Linked DNA regions of Mus musculus: region 2 is linked to region 1. A link is a contact called in public Hi-C data. All regions are on one chromosome and are shown on one strand. The core of a region is the stretch at or near the end of the contact, and the rest is flanking DNA. Distances in the headings are between cores, read along the strand shown. Region 1 overlaps 7530428D23Rik (RIKEN cDNA 7530428D23 gene). Region 2 overlaps Tbl1xr1 (transducin (beta)-like 1X-linked receptor 1).

The links. Hi-C and Micro-C count contacts between places; a contact is called where the count stands out from the background.
Region 2: a Hi-C map of the 3T3-L1 cell line shows a contact between it and region 1, with 2.6 times the contacts expected there. The contact joins two enhancer-like sites. A contact is called at or near these places in 2 of 484 Hi-C or Micro-C datasets (the 3T3-L1 cell line and cortical neurons) and 1 of 9 other capture datasets (embryonic stem cells).

The regions. Positions count from the first base shown.
Region 1 is chr3:21,760,181-21,764,826 of GRCm38.p6, forward strand. All of the region lies in intron 1 of 7530428D23Rik (RIKEN cDNA 7530428D23 gene), which reads right to left. Among named protein-coding and RNA genes, the nearest start is that of 7530428D23Rik, 38 kb to the right of the region's middle. Within about 2 kb of position 1,936, at least 47 of the 459 cell types and tissues checked have an H3K27ac peak or open chromatin away from gene starts, as enhancers often do.
Region 2 is chr3:22,188,601-22,193,246 of GRCm38.p6, forward strand. Tbl1xr1 (transducin (beta)-like 1X-linked receptor 1) reads left to right here. Exons shown (of 16, transcript NM_030732.3): 5 at 1,168-1,390; 6 at 2,315-2,447; 7 at 2,792-2,933; 8 at 3,420-3,483; 9 at 3,570-3,667; 10 at 4,508-4,568. Among named protein-coding and RNA genes, the nearest start is that of Tbl1xr1, 110 kb to the left of the region's middle. Within about 2 kb of position 2,096, at least 13 of the 459 cell types and tissues checked have an H3K27ac peak or open chromatin away from gene starts, as enhancers often do.

The sequences.
Region 1 (4,646 bases), core at 686-3,185:
GGGACTTTCGGGATAGCATTTGAAATGTAAATGAAGAAAATATCTAATAAAAAAATTGAAAAAAGAACAAGAAAAGAAATCAAGGTGAGCACAAACAAGTGAGCAGATTAACATGAATTCATTAATTCCTCTCCACTCTTGACTATGGATATGATGTGACTCTTTGTTTGAAGCTCCTGTCTTGACTTCTCCACCATAATAGGCACTAATCTAAAATTGTAAGCTGAAATAAATCCTTTTATTTTATCACAGCAACAGAAATGAAACTAGGACCAGTTTTTAAAGCTGAATCTTTAAGCTCATTGTACATTGCTATTCCCCCAAAAGAAGGAAAAGATAGAACTTGAGTCTGTGTATTCAGAAGTGACTACCATGAGAGGTAGAGAACACCCTATCAACCAAGAATAATCTCTTGACCTCATCAGGGGCACAGAACATAAACCACAAGAAGCTTCATGGAAAGTGAGTGCTTAAACTAAGCCCTAAAGTATGTTAACCAGAGCCTGGAAGGAAAAGTCTCCCAGAAAGATAGGATGGTATGTGCTGAGGCCCAAGTAGCTGAAGCCCAGAGGGAATATCCGGGAGTTTGAGCTCATGGACCTGACAGAAGCAGTAAGAAACAGGACTGTTTTGCTCACCACTGTTTCTACTACTTACAACAAGTCTCAAAAATATGGGGGAAAAATATAAAGATTTCAGTTGGGAAACACAAATAGAAAACAAGCTTTAAATGTCCTGAAGGGTCTGTGGCTAGTCTTCAGTATAAGATTATGAAATGTGAAGTTATTGAGACAAAGACATGGCCTGAGTTTTACTTTAAGTAGGAAGTTAGTTGAAAGATAAGCTAGCTCATGGAGAGACGAGAACAGAGTTCAGATAAGGACAAGGGTCAAAGGAGGAAAGATGAAGTCAGAGGATTATAAATCACCCAGGCAAGAAGGAATGAAAGTTTAGACATTGAGAAGAGGGAAGAACACAGATATCCAAGAGTTATGACCAGAGGAGAAGCTTCACTGTCTCCTCTTACCCCACCTTTCCTACCTCACCTGCAGACAACAGAAAGTCCTTATAGGGACTCAGATACCCCTGATGTAAATACCAACTTGACAGAAGAATACACAGCTACTTAATCACACTAATACTTCATCTCTATGACTAAGCAGTAGGTAATCCCAGACAGCTGCCTAGAAGTTCCCAAACATGAATTTGTTTGGCAAGAAAGACCAAACATTCTGATTTGGGGTTGAGCTTTTGTTCTTTGGCTAAAGGCATTGTGGTCTGTCATACATAGCCAAGATCTCCATCTTCAAATTATCACCCAAGTAAATTTTTTGCAAGCCAATAGTGATTGTTTCCACTTTCAGCCCTAGCCAGAACTCAACTTACATAGAATCCAAGCCTGGGTATTGCTAATACTCCTTGCATTATGACCTGTGGGGTTAGTACTGTACCCCCATGTTTCAATGGTTAGGAAGGCCTTCACCATATTTAGCTTAAAGGAAAGAATCTCAACAAAATATGGCACATCAATTTTGTCGGTGATAATAGGACTATGACTGAGACCTGGGGCTAGAAGGAACCAAGCACTTAGAGCCTTCTTTCTGTGCTATTTTGGCCAAAGTAGGAAGTCTGGAAGATTTTGGTCTACTTATACTCAGGTCTCTTTTCTGTGGGTTCAGCATTAGTAATGCTCCACCTTATTCGAGGCAAGAAGGAGACTGCATAAGTTCTTCAAAGTTTCCTGCTCCTGAAAGCAAAAGCCATTTGTCTGCAGACCTAGGAGATGAGAATTTCTGGGTAAGAATTAGTGGCCATGTTGCTTTAATTATGATGCAAAATACATTGGCACTGGCACATCTGAGTATATCCCTGGCTCCAAACACAGTGGTTTTCAGGGTGGTGCCACGGCTGATGATGTTGCATCATAGCTGAGGCAGACTGGCAAGCTTCCACTCACCCTAGAGTCTCCACTCTCCGTGCCAACATGCTTCACCACCACCCCCCAGCCCACAAATATGCCACACAGGATCTTCCACAAACACACCATTTTCCCTTCAGGAAACAGTGTGGCTGTCCCATCCTCATTTCTTTTGGGACGTGCATTCTATTTTGCCCAGATTCTCTGAAAATCAGATGAGGCTTACCTCTAACCTAGCAGAACTTTGCCCAGACTTGCTGACCACAGGTGCCACTTCCTCAGCAAAAATACCTGCAGCCCAGCCATTTTTTGCTTTAGCTGAGTTACAGAATTCTTTAGAAGCTAACAGCACGACTATCAATCTGCCTTCCCAGAATTGCTTGGAATGTCTTCCTTTCTCAGTGGCTGCTAGGTACCTGTACAGGACCTAGGTGAGGGAAAGGCCATGGCCTGCCCATATCTAGGCTGCCTTTCTCCTTCCTGAACTCCACTTTTCCAGGAAGCCTCAGAGTAAACTAAGACACTGTGAATCTTTTGTCAGGACTCTGGTGTCCTTTGAAATAAATTAGTCTTAAATGGTATGTACCTCAAATTTAACTGATTAGTGACCCATGTTAGAATGAGATCAGAAAGGGATTTAAAAAAATATATTGTATCACTTTGACCATTTTCATTGCCTTTCTTTTAATCCATTTGTCCATTTAAGAATTTTTTTAAATTGTTCTTGTTAAATACAAAGGATAATGATAAGTTAAATAAAAACAAGATTATTGACCTATGAGAGTGTTTCATAGGAGACTACTTCTAAAAGATATCAGAACAATGTATATATCAAGGAGAAAGAAAGTGTACCACTTACTATTGAAATAGTGCTTTAACAATAAAAGAGACACTGGAAAGATGGCTCAACAATTAAAAGTGCATACTGTTCTTGCAGAGAACCTGAATTCAGTTCCTTGTACCAGTGCCAGGCAGCTCACAACATCCTATAACTCCAGCTGCAGAGGATCTGACACCTCTGGACTCTATAAGTACCTATATCCTCCCACCCACATGCAAACACACAGATACACTGTAAAACAGATAATGAAAATAAGTCTTTAAATGAATACATAAACTAAAAAGAAACCACCACGTGTATGTCCAATAATTCTCCCTTGTATTTTCTCTCCTTGGGAAAACTAAAACAAGAGATACCTCTACCTTAGAGACATGATTAGAAGAAAGAAAGAAAGAAAGAAAGAAAGAAAGAAAGAAAGAAAGAAAGAAAGAAAGAAAGAAAGAAAGAAAGAAAGAAAGAAAGAAAACTCTCACCTAAAAGGAAATGAATGATTATTATGGAGCTAGATATTAATTACTATTATCTGGGAATACGGATTTAGTTTGTCCTGAAAAGGCAAGCTCCACTATGATAGTGATACGTGGGATTTTTAAGTTAGGAAACAAAAAAGTCATATTTGAAGGCATTTATTGAAGGCATTGATAGGCAGGTTACAAAAAAAGCAGAGAAAACTTCTATATATTTCAGAATTATCTAATGACATTCTTAGATTCTGAGTTTATGGAAGCTAGTCTTCTGCTAACATTTTTCAAATATATTTTCAAGACTTTAATAGACAGAATGACACTAGATCAGACACAGGAGTGGATAAGGAATGGTTTTCAAAAGGACCTAAAATAGGCCAGGATAACTTGACCCTTACATTTTAATACTCTACAACCCAAAAGTTGGTCATTTAGCCTAGAATCATTTACACAGATAGACTCATCCTTCCTTTCTGTGTTGTTCATTCTTTCTTTCTTCCTTCCTTTCTTTCTTCCTTCCTTCCTTTCTTCCTTCCTTCCTTCCTTCCTTCCTTCCTTCCTTCCTTTCTTTCTTTCTTTCTTTCTTTCTTTCTTTCTTTCTTTCTTCCTTTCTTCCTTTCTTCCTTCCTTCCTTTCCTTCTTTCTCTCTCTTTCTTTCTTCCTTCCTTCTTTTCTCTTTCTCTCTTTCTTTCCTTCTTTCTCTCTTTCTCTCTTCTTTCTTTCTTCCTTTTCTGAGATCATCAGTTTGCACCTTGATACCACATTCCTAGCGCACCTGGTTCCACCTGATTACAGCTTACTCTGTGTATGTCTGTGGATTTGACTTCAACAATGATGAGAAAATTCATCCTCCTCCCACACACCACTGTCAACTGTAGGTTCATCTTTATCTTTACCACTCGTCAAATGGAAGAAAAACAATCACGAAATGTACACTTCCTGCCATGCTTGCTGGGCAGCACAGTAGTCAATCATCCACCTCACTTGCAATATGCACACACAGGGCATAAGTATTACTTTTTGAATGGGAGAGCCTGGTGCCTCTAAAGACAAATTCCTAGCCCAAAATTGAATGTGTGGACTACTACCTCCTCTGCCTACAGCAGTCCAACAAGCAAGTCAAAAACCACTGGAGTGCAGGAGGTTTGAGAGAGGGAGACACAGCCTCATCAAGACTGTAGGTAACAGAGGTGATATGGGGTCAACCCCATGCTGTCCCAGCTGTGAATTTTTTTCCTTAATTCACAAAACTGTCTTCTTTCAAACTTAGTTGAGGGTGCACATTAAAATAATATGCAGGCTGTTGGGTCACCTGGACAAGTTTAGAACAAACCAGGCCATATTCTGAAAGCAGAGCTGAGGACCTAGAAAGCACCATAAGAACCAAAGACCAGCATGCTATCCCCAAACTTCCCGTGTCTCC
Region 2 (4,646 bases), core at 846-3,345, 430 kb after region 1:
GACAGATTAAAATTATTCTTCATAACTGTACTGGTCTTCATACCAGCGGATAATTTCTGTAGACTATTCCTCTGCGTGTGTGTGTGTGTGTGTGTGTGTGTGTGTGTGTGTGTGTATGTATGTAAGCAAAGGAAATCATGTTTAACACATAAGTAATTTGGCTGGAGAGTACTAAGAACAAACTGATGGCAAGGACATAAAAAAACACTGTTAGTTTCATGTACCCTGATGTTGGAAGCCAATTTATTTATAATTGATGCCAACATTGATTCTCAGAGCTTCGTGTCCAAGGTTCATGTGGAAGTAGTGTGTTTATTTCTGGTGTTGGCATGCTACTTGTGCCTGAGGCCATCTTACCTGCTCCCTGATTCTATAAATTAGCTTTGTAGCACAGCCGAGCTCATTTAGTTCTGGACTGTCACTGGGTAGCTGCTGGGAACATGAGGCGCTGTAACAAGGACCTTACAGCCTTTAAAGCATTCATAAGCACACACTGCATGTTCTTTCTGAGTAGAACTTTGTTGTAGCTACAATGTTTAGTGTATGGCCGGAATATGTAGAGGTAAACACATGCCCTCCCCCCCCCCCCCTTTTTTTTTGTAAAAGTAAATGAAAAGATTTTAGCTGTTTAAAGTAGTCCAGTTCCCTTTTGGTATCCTCAGCGGTGGGTTACCACATTGCCACAGTTAGCATTATCTGTGGGTCCCTTCATTTACTCCTAATGTCAAGTTTGTGTATCACACACATCTAGATGACTTCTGTGTATGATCATCCTGTAATGTTTAGAGAAAACCAGTAAGGTCAAGATCTGCTCCCGGTCAGTACAGGTGCTTTCCTTTATTCCAAGGCCTGGATCCCGTGGTATGACATATTCATATTGGTCAGTGTTTTTTACTAACAGCTTTTCTTACCTGGATGTTATACATTATCATTTTATTATCTTTAAGCTTTTGTGAATGGCCTCTTGTATTGGTTTGTCTTTGTGCAGAGTTCAGCAGGACCTCAGTGACAGTTGGTGGCTGTTTGCATCTTTGTCATTCTTGCCCCCTTCCTCCTTCTTGCTCACGTTCACGGTTTCCTTAGAATGAAGTTGTTCATTTTGTTAATGGAATGTTTGTTAACCTCATGACTACATCTCATTTTTCTTTCCCGGTTTTCCAACCCCAGGATGGCACCTTATTTGATGGTCGACCCATCGAGTCTCTGTCCCTGATAGATGCTGTTATGCCCGATGTAGTCCAAACAAGACAACAAGCCTACAGAGACAAGCTTGCACAGCAGCATGCAGCCGCAGCCGCTGCCGCTGCTGCCGCCACTAACCAGCAAGGATCTGCAAAAAATGGAGAGAATACAGCAAATGGGGAGGAGAATGGAGCACATACCATCGCAAGTGAGCCGAGAATGCTTGGAGATGCTCAGCACACACTACTGTTCTCCATTGCCCCATCCTTAGAGCTGTACTGATAGCCAGTGTTTGTCTTTACCCCCCAACATGCTTCGCTTAGTCAGGGTTTCTATTCCTGCACAAACATCATGACCAAGAAGCAAGTTGGGGAGGAAAGAGTTTATTCAGCTTACACTTCCATACTGCTGTTCATCACCAAGGAAGTCAGGACTGGAACTCAAGCAGATCAGGAAGCAGGAGCTGATGCAGAGGCCATGGAGGGATGTTCTTTACTGGCTTGCTCAGCCTGCTCTCTTATAGAACCCAAGACTACCAGCCCAGGGATGGCACCACCCACAGTGGGCTTTCCCCCCTTGATCACCAGTTGAGAAAATGCCTTACAGTTGGATCTCATGGAGGCATTTCCTCAACTGAAGCTCCTTTCTGAGTGATAATTCCAGCTGTGTCAAGTTGACACACAAAAACAGGCAGTATAGTGCATCACACAGTTCATATTTTCTACCTAAGATTCTAAAAAGCTAAATACACTGAATGTTTGTTTGTTCCTAAATGTTTCTGAAACCCCTTTCTACTCTTAAGTGAACATTGCATCTGCAGTTGATTTCTAAGTAAAATTTCTAGTAGTCCCTGTTATAAACATCCAGCAAGGCTCTGATGGTGAGCAATAAAGATGACTCATGCTATAGAAATGATATCAGCAACCCCTACTGGCAGAACTCAGAATAGTATTGTTACAGGCTGTTTAATTCAGCCATGCTGAGGTATAGCCCTTTTTCCCCCTTTCTTTTTTTTACCACTTCCACATACACATTCTCTGGGCATAAACACTCACACTTTTAAAACTAGTACAGCCATACTTGCTAGAAATGTGCTTACCTTCTGACAGAACTGCTACTTCTCATGCTGCAGATAATCACACTGACATGATGGAAGTAGATGGGGATGTGGAAATCCCTTCCAATAAAGCGGTTGTGCTTCGGGGCCATGAATCTGAAGTTTTCATCTGTGCCTGGAACCCTGTTAGTGATCTCCTGGCATCAGGGTAGGTTTTTCAAAGAGCTTTCTAGCTGTTGAGTATTTTGTTGTTTTAGACAGGATTTACTCTGTAACCTTGCCTTGTTGATGCACTGTGTCCTGGGATTATGTCACGTGCAGCATGACAATGGCATCTAAGAATACCTCAACAAAAGGACTGCTACATAGATTTCACTTTCCGGTCATTTTACCTTAGTAGGTTAGTATTATTACTTGGTAGGAGCTCTAAAAGAGAAATATTAGAAATGTTTATATCTGGTAGTCTACTTCTTATTCAGGTGTTAAATGTATGGCTTGGGTTCTGGAATGCTTGCTTATATGAAGACTTAAGCCGATTTTTTGACTCTGAAGGTCTGGAGACTCCACGGCAAGAATCTGGAACCTCAGTGAGAACAGCACGAGTGGCCCTACGCAGCTCGTGCTTAGACACTGCATACGGGAAGGAGGGCAGGACGTGCCCAGTAACAAGGATGTCACGTCTCTAGATTGGAATGTGAGTGTTTTGTTCTTGCATAAATGGTCTGTGAATGAAGACATTTGAGGACTTGGCATTATATAATCTTGAAATTAGATCCCAATTTTAGCTTCAATCTGGCCCCATATTCCTAAAATCCTAATCAGAATTTAGGAGTGAATTGTAGGCTTTGCTTTTTACTTCTTATAAAAAGCATTCTCATGGTATCATTTTTATGTTGTCCTTCCTGGTCTACACTTGCCCCATCCTCACTCATGGTCACCTGTGAAAATGTTCTGCATAGGGACTGCAGTCCTGCTCCACAGCACTTCCTGCCGGTGCACACACTGGGATTGGCCTGTCCGAGAACACCGCCTTCATTAGGGGGTGGGGGTTTGCCAGCCTTTGTTGGCACTTACACATAGATCAGGGTCTTTTGTGCCTGGGACTTAAACAGGCAACATGTGTGTAGTAATTAAATGGCCTTTTGAGTTGTGTAATAAACAAAATGTGTTTCTCTGCCAGAGTGAAGGTACACTTCTAGCAACTGGGTCATATGATGGATTTGCCAGAATATGGACTAAAGATGGTATGACATTTTCTAACTTTATTGATGTTCTAAATTTAAAAGTTTGAAGTAATTTTAATGTGTGTGTTTGTTTGTTTTTAATTTAGGTAATCTTGCCAGCACCTTGGGGCAGCATAAAGGTCCTATATTTGCATTAAAATGGAATAAGAAAGGAAATTTCATCCTAAGTGCTGGCGTAGATAAGGTAAATGAACATTCAGCCAAGCTCTATCAAGAATATATTTGAAAGTAATATTTTTTTCTTTCCTGCTAATCACTGAAGCAGACTTGAGTTCGTTCAAGCATGAATTTGTCACAGTACTAGAAATGTCTTATATTGTCTACTTGTTTTCCTGAGTCTGCTCATTGTATCTGTGTTGCTATGACCGTTCCTCATTTTCTTCTGGGGTTTGACTCTCGTGAAGCATGGAATGAAGTTCTTGGTGCTTCTCAGGCTTTCTCAGGGGCAGCCGTGGCTGTTTCCATCAGCAACGCCCAGGCTCTTAATCAGTTGGGTAGTGCTGGGGAAGGAGACAGGAACTGGCTGAGACTCATATTTTCAGTGAACACTTTTAAAAGGGAGATGAAGGATTCGGGAAAAGCCAGCACTTGGCACTTTCATAAGCAGTTTCACGACCTGCTTTAAGTGGTATCAAAATGTAAACGGCCTTTGGGGGCGGGGGCGGGGGGTTCATAGGAGGTCCAAGTAAAAGAAATCTTTTAGTGGTGATTTTACTATAACAAGCACTTTCCTCCTTATAACTCCTGAGCTGGAAAATCTTGCACCATTGCAGTGATAGCCATTAAATAGTCTAATTCAATGCAGACTCTTTGTTGACAAACAAGAGTTGTTGTAGGAAATAAGTTGGCGAGAAACCACCACAGAAAAGTGAAGCTGCATCATGATCCTTTTTCCTGGGCTGCTGTGAGGAATAAAAACATTGCCTGTGGAGTTCACTACACAGCATCCTTCCGCCTTGATACAGTCAGGTGTCCATTCTGCTGTTCAGACACTCTTTAACTTTTCTTCTCCTTTTAATCTCAGACCACCATCATTTGGGATGCGCATACTGGTGAAGCCAAGCAGCAGTTTCCTTTCCATTCAGGTAAATCAGCTGATGAGCGAGCTCTTCAGAATTCACGCAGGGCCTCAAGGATCAGGCAGTGTTCTTGGTGCTGGTTTC